2 separate regions of the Rattus norvegicus genome follow, and region 2 is linked to region 1. A link is a contact called in public Hi-C data. All regions are on one chromosome and are shown on one strand. The core of a region is the stretch at or near the end of the contact, and the rest is flanking DNA. Distances in the headings are between cores, read along the strand shown.

Region 1 (5,064 bases), core at 707-3,206:
TTTATTTGATAGAAGATTTTAAGGTGATGGTTGGAGTGAAGAATCAAATGCATACAATCTTGATAATTTACACATGAATATAATCTAAGTATATGAATAAAATATTATTGCCAAATATTATAAAGAAAGATTATGCAAAGTAAACACTACTTTTAACCAACTGATATTTAGAAGGGATTTTGTTTAGCGCTGTGAGAATACGAAGGTGGAATGAGACTTGGTGTCAGTCTCAAAAACCTTAGAGTGTGTAGGGCCGGTCAGTAAGTATGAGGACACAGCATCCATGTGTGGGGCCGGTCAGTAAGTATGAGGACACAGCATCCATGTGTGGGGCCGGTCAGTAAGTATGAGGACACAGCATCCATGTGTAGGGCCGGTCAGTAAGTATGAGGACACAGCATCCATGTGTGGGGCCAGTCAGTAAGTATGAGGACACAGCATCCATGTGTAGGGCCGGTCAGTAAGTATGAGGACACAGCATCCATGTGGGGCCGGTCAGTAAGTATGAGGACACAGCATCCATGTGTAGGGCCAGTCAGTAAGTATGAGGACACAGCATCCATGTGTAGGGCCGGTCAGTAAGTATGAGGACACAGCATCCGTGTGGGGCCAGTCAGGAAGTATGAGGACACAGCATCCGTGTGGGGCCGGTCAGTAAGTATGAGGACACAGCATCCATGTGGGGCCAGACGCTCCAGTGTTCATCAGCAGAGGAGCTCTGAAGGTCTGCTGTTTCAAGCCTGAGGAGTAAGTGTTCGCTGTCACTGGAGTCCTTTATAAAGCTAGAACAGGCTGGTAAATTATCAGCTTAGAGAGGAAAAAGACTCAAGCTCGGCATAATTGGGAGTTAGATTTTTTTTTTTTTTTAGAATGATGCTTTCTTTTACCTTTTCCTAAATCTCCACTGTCCCACGTCTTAGAGAGCAAGAGTTCTGGAATTTTCCATGGTAAACCCCTTGAGTAGTAACTCCCTTCACTTCCCACAGCATGGTTGCCGGGTGACCTTTGTCCTTCCTCCTTGCCATGGCTGGTGCCTCCTCCCCTGTGTGGAGTCAGCCCCACCCCACCCTATTGTTACCGTTCTTTCCTCCAGAACCCACAAAATAATTGTCTCCTTTATCTCCTGGGTCACCGGTTTCCTTCCCCTGGACCCTTCCATTGACTTCTATAAACAACCCAACAATCCAGATCTGAAAAGGGAGACGGCCTCGCTCGGCCTGTCCCAGAACCCTGTCTACACTGGCCGGACTCCTCAGAATAATCCCTGCTGCCCCCTCCCTGCACTTCTTCCTCACCACATCTCAGCCACTCAGATAAGGCGTCCTCCCAAAAGCCCTCCACGGAGCCAGTTCTGTGCTTTCTACTTCCTGTGCAGTTGATACTGTTATCAGACTGATGCTGTAAACCTTTGTACCTCTGACTTCCATGATACTCCGCTGCCCTGCACTTCCTCCCACTGCTGAGTGTCTTCCTGGCCTCTTTGAACAAAGAACATTTCCTGCTGGATGGTTTAATGCTGAGGCCTGGAGAATGATGGGAGAAGAGGTCACCGGGTACAAAGGCCACACTGCAGGTGCTTCATAAGATGCAATAACAGTGTTGCTATCGATTCAGATCCCCAGAAACCATACAGAGCTGGCACACTCGTGCAATCCCATTGTTGTGGAGGCAGACAGGTGGGTTGCTGGAGCCCCCTCTCCAGCCACCCTAACCAAAACAGTGAGTTCCGGGTTCAGAGAGACCCCTCTGAAAAACCAAGTGGAGAGCGACAAAGAAAAACACCACACACACACACACACACCACACACCACACACACCACAAGATAAACCCTACTTCTGTGTCTGTAACATGGCTGTGGTGGAGTTTGTAGTCTCATAACTCTCTTTGTCCCTGTTAAGGAGCAACAAGCATTGAGAAATATGACCTCCGTACCAATATGTGGACTCCTGTGGCAAACATGAACGGGAGGCGGCTACAGTTCGGTGTCGCAGTATTAGATGACAAGCTGTACGTGGTCGGAGGGCGAGATGGGCTGAAGACTTTGAACACCGTAGAGTGCTACAACCCCAAAACAAAAACCTGGAGTGTGATGCCGCCTATGTCCACACACAGGCACGGGCTGGGTAAGTGTATCTGCACACCTACTTAGAAGCCATGCGTCAGGCTGCCACTGCGTCGTTCCCATCTGCACCAGGCAGGAGACCTGTGAGGGGTTCAGTCAGCATCACTTGCCAGGCATCCCTCATACCTGAGAGGCAGAAAGCAGAGCAGGAGCAGGTGCGTAAATGGAACTCCATAAAGGGAAATCATCGGATCCACGGGAATCAGGGAAGCACGCCGGTCTGACAAGCCATGTTCTTGCCGTTACGCTTTGTGTTAGCAATTGACATAGGTAGCCCAGTTAAATGCTCACTAAAACCATCATTTTATATTATATGAAAAGCAATAGTGATAAAGTGTGTGTGTGTGTGTGTGTGTGTGTGTCTATTATGGTTTTTAAGCAGAAATGACTGAATTCACACACATCCCCAAACCAAACATGCAGGCATTTCTTTTCATTCTATTTTTTTACATATATGGGTGTTTACCTGAATGCATATACGGACACCATTTGTATGCAATGCAGGGTGGTGGGAACCCAGTAGCTAGAGTAACAAATGCTTGTTGGCTGCCATCTGCTTTTAATAGGTAAATTGTATACATCTGATCTTACAAGATGAAGTTAATTAGGAAGTTTTTAAATTTCTTCATGCGAGGGAATTACATGAAGATTTCATTTAGGAAGGACTTTCCCTGCTAAACTGTATTTTCAGATCCACCATTCAAGAAGTTGGACTAAGTGAGCCCTTCTTTTAGGCCTTTGATGAATGATAGTTTGTATATGTGAAATTGGATATATTTTGTAAAATTGGTAATATATGCAAATTTAAATATGTGTAAGTATATTTTGCGTGTGTTTGTGTGTATGAGTCTTCAATAGCCAGTACTATTGGTGCACGCGCACACACACACATATAAAACAAGTGAAATAATATGCTAGTTTGGGTCACATGTGAGTGGTGGCTCTTTTGTCCAACTTGGCCAAGATCCCTAGGTTTGAATTACAGAGGTGTTTTTGGCCACAATCATGTCATACCTCTTCTTAAGATCTTCTACTTGGGTACTGGAGAGATGGCTCAGTGGTTAAGAGCACTGATTGCTCTTCTAGAGGTCCTGAGTTCAATTCCTAGTGACCACACAGTGGCTCACAGTGGGATCTGATGCCCTCTTCTGGTGTATCTGAAAACAGCTACAGTGTACTCACATAAATAAAACAAATAAATACATCTTTTTAAAAATTGCTCTACTTAAGCAGATGTGGTGGTTCACACCTGTAATTCCAGCCCTTGGGAAGCACAGGAGGGAAGATCATGAGTTTGAGGAAAGACAAGAAATCCTTGGCTGACTCCATCCCGTTCAGAATGAAATCTGAAGGAAGCCCTTCTGAGGGATAAAGTCAGAGAATGTTATTCCTGACTCCTTCGTCTCCCGTCCTCTCCCCTCCAATTACCTGCTCAGTCGAACGCAGTTGCTGTGCCGTCTCCTGCTCTGTGCATGGTCTCTAATGGCGCCCGTGCTTCTCCTATTGACATGTCACACATGTGTCCTGGCTCCCTCTGCCCTCCCTTACATTGTTCCGTGGTTTAAGTTGGCACACACCTGATGTCTTTCACATCTGTGTCCTGTAAGACAGTACTGACCCACAAGGGCGTGTTGTATGGAGGGCCTCCTGAGTAGAAACAGTATAAACTTAAGAGACCTTTTCTGGCTCTGTTCCTTGATGATGATACCAATAAACACAAGGCCGTGGTCTCAGACTCAGCTACAGTAAATCCCAGGATTCCAAAGTCCTGGAGGGAAAAGAAAAGATTGGAAACCTGAGGACTGAAGGTTTTGGAAATGGCAGTACGTGCATAATAACTTTCCCCTGTTGAACCTCAGAATACTGTCTCTAATTTTCAGGAAGAGAATCACAGTGCTGGTTCAGCCCCATCTACCTCAGAAAAGCCCTGAGGGAGACAAGAGTCCTCGCCTATTTGTGACTGGTCACGATTGCATGTTTCAGACTTATTGCACTTACATTTTGATTAAATCCGAGCTTTGAGCAGATTTAAGTCCTTCTCTCTTCCTGGTCCACTGGTAGGTGTGGCGGTACTGGAAGGCCCCATGTACGCAGTCGGAGGGCACGACGGCTGGAGCTATCTGAATACTGTGGAGCGATGGGACCCTCAGGCCCGCCAGTGGAATTTTGTTGCCACTATGTCCACTCCCAGGAGCACAGTAGGTGTGGCAGTACTGAGTGGAAAGTAAGAAGATATTTGAAGTTCTATTTCGGTCCCAATAAACCAGATTTATTTATTATCGCTAGAGTTCTTTGCATGAATTAATGAAGCCTTTCCTCTAACCCCTGTCCGTAACACCCCTCACTGCACGTAGCTAAGGGACTGCACAATGCTGCTTTGGAGTGGATACGTTTTATATAAACACCCAATATTAATTGAACAGCAACCATCTGGTTGGTGGTTTAAACACCTTTGAAGTTATGTGCTCTTTTTAAAGTGCTACAGTGGGCTGGAAGATGTTTGCAGTTAAAGCGGTTGTTGAATAAAAATGAGGAGCACAGTCAGGTCCTAAAACCCATGCAAACGCCAGATGAATACGGCTGCCGGCCTGTCATCCCAGCCTGCAAAGGCAGAGACAGGGCACCACCAGGGCAAGCCACCTAGCAAGGCTAGCCTTATTCAGGAGCTCTGGGTTTGATTGAGAGTCCTGCCTTGCTGGAAAAGGTATAGGGCAATGGAGGACGATATGTGACATCAACCTTAGGCTCGACATGTGCACACATGCACATGTATGTGTACCCCCAAACCCACATACCCACATACATACAAAGTATGTATATGCGCATATATGAAAATGGAAACACTGATACATAAATTTAAAAATTAAATGTATTGTGCTTTCTCGGTGCTGTGCTCTCTCGGTGCTGTGCTCTCTCACTGCCTCCCTAACGATCCTGTCCA
Region 2 (5,064 bases), core at 1,227-3,726, 130 kb before region 1:
GACTAGGGGCTCCCCCCAGGGCAAGATGGCTAGCTAGATTAGCCCAATGGGCTAGCCCCAGGTTCAGCAAGAGACCTTGTTTCGGTAAATAAAGAAGAGTGTGATTAAAGAAGACACCAGGCATCAACCTCTGCCTCCATACACGTGTGCACACACATGCCCTCCGCACATGCATGTAAACATGTGTGATCTCCCATAATACACACACATACATGGGGGGAGAAGAAATCAGTCATATTATAAAGCCCCTCCTGAGTAGGGCAGGAGAAGCAAGTGGGAAACACTTCACTTTTATCTTCCTACTTTTAAAGTCCCTAGATGCAAGGTCTGACTCTCTTTCCCAGAGACACAGGAAACAGGCTTTAGTCAAGGTATTTACAATTGCAATGTACAGCATTATAGGAATGACTGGAAGTCTGAAACCAGGGCTATGCTCTCTCTCTTAGGCCTCTGGGGGTGGGCTACAAATGGCTCAGATAAAGGGGAGCTTTATGGAAATTGGTGGAAGATTGTGAACAGCTTTGGAGACCCAGCGACAGAGCTCACTCCCACTCTGAAACATCACTACAATCTGTCTCGTCTTTCACATTCCTTTTTCTGAGTCAGAAGCTTCAGAAAACCACCAACATGGGTCAGAGGGTCAGATGGCCATGTTGGTGTCACTCAGCTGAGGTTGGGGGCAAGATCACCATGTAGATCTGCGTAGCTGCTGGGTTGTAACTGCACTCTAGGCAAAGAGCAGTTCTTAAAAGAAATGGGATCTCTGTCCCCCGTATTTTCACTTAGGACTCTTTGGATAAAGGGTGAGTTAATACAGGCCACCAAACCATTCTGCTGTCAAGAAGTCTGGCTTGCTCATTCTGTCTTGGGCTTAACCTGATTTAGGTTTTCAGCAATGCTGTGTCGTCATCTGTAAGCAGAGTGATGGGGAGATAGAAGCCATTGATAGAGTCATTGGGATGTCGATACGGAAGCACAGCCCTCTACTCCAAGTTACCTGATGACAGGCTATGGTGGGAATGGTGGGTTCCCAAAACAATGTGAGGGCTTTCCTCATCAATTCAGCTTCCAAATTCTTCTGCTGCGTCTCCCCACTTTCTGCAGTTCACTAGCTGAGGACCCCAAGTTCCAAAGAGAGGAGCTGATACACCCAGGCCTCTCCATTGACCTAGCTCCCCACCTGTCAGGTGTTAGACAGATAATCAACTGTTTAGTGTCCCCGCATTGTCTGTGGGGTTTCATATGAATTGTGTGGGGTGGGTTTTTCTCCCGGAGTCAGTGGTATAAGGGACACTGTTTTCTCCTCCTTACACTACATCAGACTCTAGCATAGTGCTTCCCAAAGCATGCCTGGCAACCACCTGAGACCTTGTTAAAATGCAGATTCTTATTCAGCCTGTCTGTGTGAGCTGAGGACAGGGATTTTGCATTGTTAATTAGCCCTAGGGTGGCCAAGCCAAGATCTTTCCTGAGCCAAGGTCTACATTGGCCGGGCCAAGTTTCTGGCAGGTGGGTATGTGCTTGGACTTACAATTGTATGCGTGCCCAAACACAAGCACGGACATTTTCAAGTGCAAACATCAGCAAATGCATGTTGTCCATTTGGAGACGGTGAAAGCTACATCTAAAATGGAGCTCACCACATGCCACAAAGTCCCACTCTGCAGCTCTGAAGAGTCATTTACATCCATCATTGTTTCTGCTCTCCAAAGCAGCCATTATTCATAACTCGAAGCCAACGAGCATGCATTGCTCTCCAGGCTCCGTTTAAATGGCTCACATATCTCATCGATTCTGAAAACCGATGTCATCTTGCTGCCCTTGTTTTGATTGTATCTTAGAGGTTTATTGATAATCACATAAACATGAGAGCAAATTCTATCATGGTTTCTCTGGTTACTTACTAAGGTGGACTTGAGTGTTTGAAGAGGTTCTTCCCCACCCCCTGCCAGACTCCACTGTGCTTTCCTCAAAAGGGCATCAGTCTCTGAAGAGTAATGTCAGTGAAGGAAGTCTTCTCTGGAAAGATATACTTAATTCAGATGCTTTTGTTTGCTTGCCTTCCAGGTACAGGAAGGGAACCCAGACGACTAAGATTGCCCCATTAATGATTCATTCCTGTAGGAGTCAGTTGAGCATTTTAGATAGGGAAGCCTGCTGATTGACAACCGAGTAATAAAAATAAGAATACGATTATCTCTCCCTTCTGGAGCCCTAAAACGGGGCTTCATTCTCCACGCCATACACACACTCGTGGTTTTCAGACCTATTTGAAAGTTCTATTTAAGCATGCTCTCACCGTATTGCTCTTCTGGCAGATAACCTACAGTAACTGTGTTCACAGGCGAGGTGGAGGGACAGGGGGAGAGAGAGATCCAAGAAAACAAGGAACAGACAGACTAGACTACCAGGATGGATAGTTAAGTGAAGGACTGGAAATTCTGAGTCGTCTCAGGGGCTGGAGAGATGACTCAGTAGTTACAAGCGCGTACTACTTCCAAAGGGCCCAAGTTCAGTTCCCAACACCCACATGTTACATATTGAAGATCATGACTGTCTATAATTCCAGGTTCAGAGACTCCAGTGCCCTCTTCTGGCCCCTGAGGGCACCTGGACTCCCAAGCACATACCCCACACCGACATTGTATACAACTAATTTAAAATAAATAGAATAAAGTTCTTAAGAATAAGAATTTCAGTAAGCTATACAGATATCTTATTTGAAATGTGCAGTGAGGTGTGGCACATGTCTGTAATCTCAGCCCCTGGAGGCAGGAGGCAGGAGGATCATGGGTTTGTGCTAGTCTGGACTACACAAAGACCAAAAAGATTATTTTTTAAAAGCACAGTAATAAGATCATGACAAATTCACTATTAACCCTATTCACTATTGTAACCCCAGCTGATCTGGGTGTAGGATGGTGTCAGGCAAATTGGGCAAGTAGGAGACAGAATCCAATTAGCTACCAACTTCCTGCCGTTAAAAAGAGTTTACATTCCTAGCAGTGTGAACTCACGTGAATTGCTCAACCTCCCCGATCACTATTTCCTCATCTGGCCAGTGCGAGGTTCATTGCAGCACCAAACCCCTCCTAGGATTGCTGGTAGAATTAGAGACAGCATCAGGAAGGCACAAAGGCAAAGCCTGCTGGACAGTGAGTGCACTTCCTTCTCTAAGACATTCCTCTACAAAGCGGTATCTTGAGTTTGACGTGCTAAGCCTTACAGTACGAGGCCCTAATCCGCCAATTTCATACGTTCAATTTCACAGAGCAACAAGAAGGCTGAAGTCCTTAACCCCATGATCGATAGCGTGCTTTTAGAGGTAAGTAGCCCTGAGAGAGAAAGTACTCCGAATCAAAGTGAATGTTACAGTTCTTTTTTTCTCATGTCTTCCTCCCAGTCAGGAAGTGTTATTGGAATTCTAAATCCTATCATTCACAGTCTAACAGTCTGTGTGTGTGTGTGTGTGTGTGTGTGTGTGTGTGTGTACATGCACATTTCTGTAACTCAGCCAGCTGTAAAGCGTCTGATAGAGCAGCGATGCCTAATTTTCGAGAATTCCTGATTATAAAAGGAAATGCTAAGCTTGCATGTTATTTCCTGCCACCATTTTCCCCCAGCAGACACAGATTTTCGCTGCCAAGTTTGACACTGTGATTATTGGCTGCAGTGGAGGATTATTACCCACTGGTGATTTTCATAAAAACAGGCGTTTCCCTCCGTTCCTGATAACTTTTAGCTGAGGCTGTTTCAGGTTAACAAAAATGATGTAGAACGTCTGCTCATTCAGCGACAAGCGTAGAGTCCCCTATGAGGGAGGGCTCACTGCCTGACCTGCCTACTCACCAGGACTCTGTAGCAGCAGCTGCACAGATGGGAGGCTCCCTAAGCACTGCTGTGGCTCTATAAAAAAACAAAACAAACAAAAAAAACCAGGGATGTAAGAGAGAAGCAGTCCCAGATGCCTTCCTAGTTTTAGAGCATGGACATTGTATTCTGCACGTGGGCAGAGTTAGGGAGGATCTTCCACTAGACACTAGGCTGTCATATTCTTGCACATGGGGTAGCCACAGGGCCTCCCAAGCAGCCGTGGAACATGGGCAATGTGCAGTGCCATCATCTTCACAGAGAGGCCAGAGCAAACTCTGGAGAGTGCGTAGCGTCAGGAATGCTGCCCGAGAACCAATGGCAATGCTGCTGGGCACTGTGTCTTGCTATTAAGCAGAACTGTCAGTGGACAAAAATTAACCAAGTGTTGGCAGCCAGTGTCATTGCTTAGGACACAGTCATGCAATGGGGTCAACCAGAAGGGGCAGGAACTGTGGGGACAAGTCCAGTGGACAGACACATCTAATAGAAACCCTGGATGGCAGAATATAGTATAAGAATATAGTATAAGAAAATCTATCTTCTGGAAAGCCAGGCATGGTGCCATATACCAGCAGTCCCAGTACTCAGAGGTCTGAGGCAGGAGGATGGTGAATTCAAAGCCAACACAAGCGATATAGTGAGACTCAGCCTCAATACTCGGTCTCCCACCCCAGATCTCTGTCTTGGCTGCCAGTTTAAACACGTGCATTAGCATATCAATTTACTATATTTGTGCACCACAAATATGGTACCCAATAATTACCCTCTGGCCAAGGAGAGAAACTTACATGTTCTAGATACCCTTCCTAAACTTCATCTGTTGGTCATTTTTTAAAATTATCTCTCCAGGGTCCTCTGTGTGGAGCGTTCTATAAACCGGTTGTGGTTTAGACCCTAGCCGCCTCTGCCCTGTGATTTCAGGACCATGGGGCTGACCTGAGAAAGGGGTGGGTAATACCGGCTATGTATACATACTCACATCCCTTAAAAGCCCGTGGAAATGATTTGACTCATTTTGAATGAGGTCCTTTTGTGAATTTACATAGTTAAGACCTGGGCATACTCCATCCATAAACATGTGTTTGCATTTGCTGCAAGAGGCAGACATTCTGAGAATTTCAAGATATATTTCAGGATGTTGTTGGAACTCAGCACTGGCTGCTCTTCCAGAGGACCTGAGTTCAATTCCCA

What was found. A called contact is a pair of places that touch in the nucleus more often than the background predicts.
Region 2: a contact with region 1 is called in a Hi-C map of liver, with 2.7 times the contacts expected there. The contact joins two enhancer-like sites. A contact is called at or near these places in 3 of 12 Hi-C or Micro-C datasets (the A7r5 cell line and liver).

The regions. Positions count from the first base shown.
Region 1 is chr14:43,504,068-43,509,131 of GRCr8, reverse strand. It overlaps Klhl5 (kelch-like family member 5), which reads left to right. Exons shown (of 11, transcript NM_001047093.1): 7 at 1,900-2,124; 8 at 4,185-4,347. Among named protein-coding and RNA genes, the nearest start is that of Slc25a51l1, 9.6 kb to the right of the region's middle. Within about 2 kb of position 1,956, at least 9 of the 93 cell types and tissues checked have an H3K27ac peak or open chromatin away from gene starts, as enhancers often do. A contact at or near this core is called in liver, where this site is marked.
Region 2 is chr14:43,631,078-43,636,141 of GRCr8, reverse strand. It overlaps Fam114a1 (family with sequence similarity 114, member A1), which reads left to right. Exons shown (of 14, transcript NM_001399036.1): 13 at 3,272-3,325. Among named protein-coding and RNA genes, the nearest start is that of Tmem156, 57 kb to the right of the region's middle. Within about 2 kb of position 2,476, at least 36 of the 93 cell types and tissues checked have an H3K27ac peak or open chromatin away from gene starts, as enhancers often do. A contact at or near this core is called in liver, where this site is marked.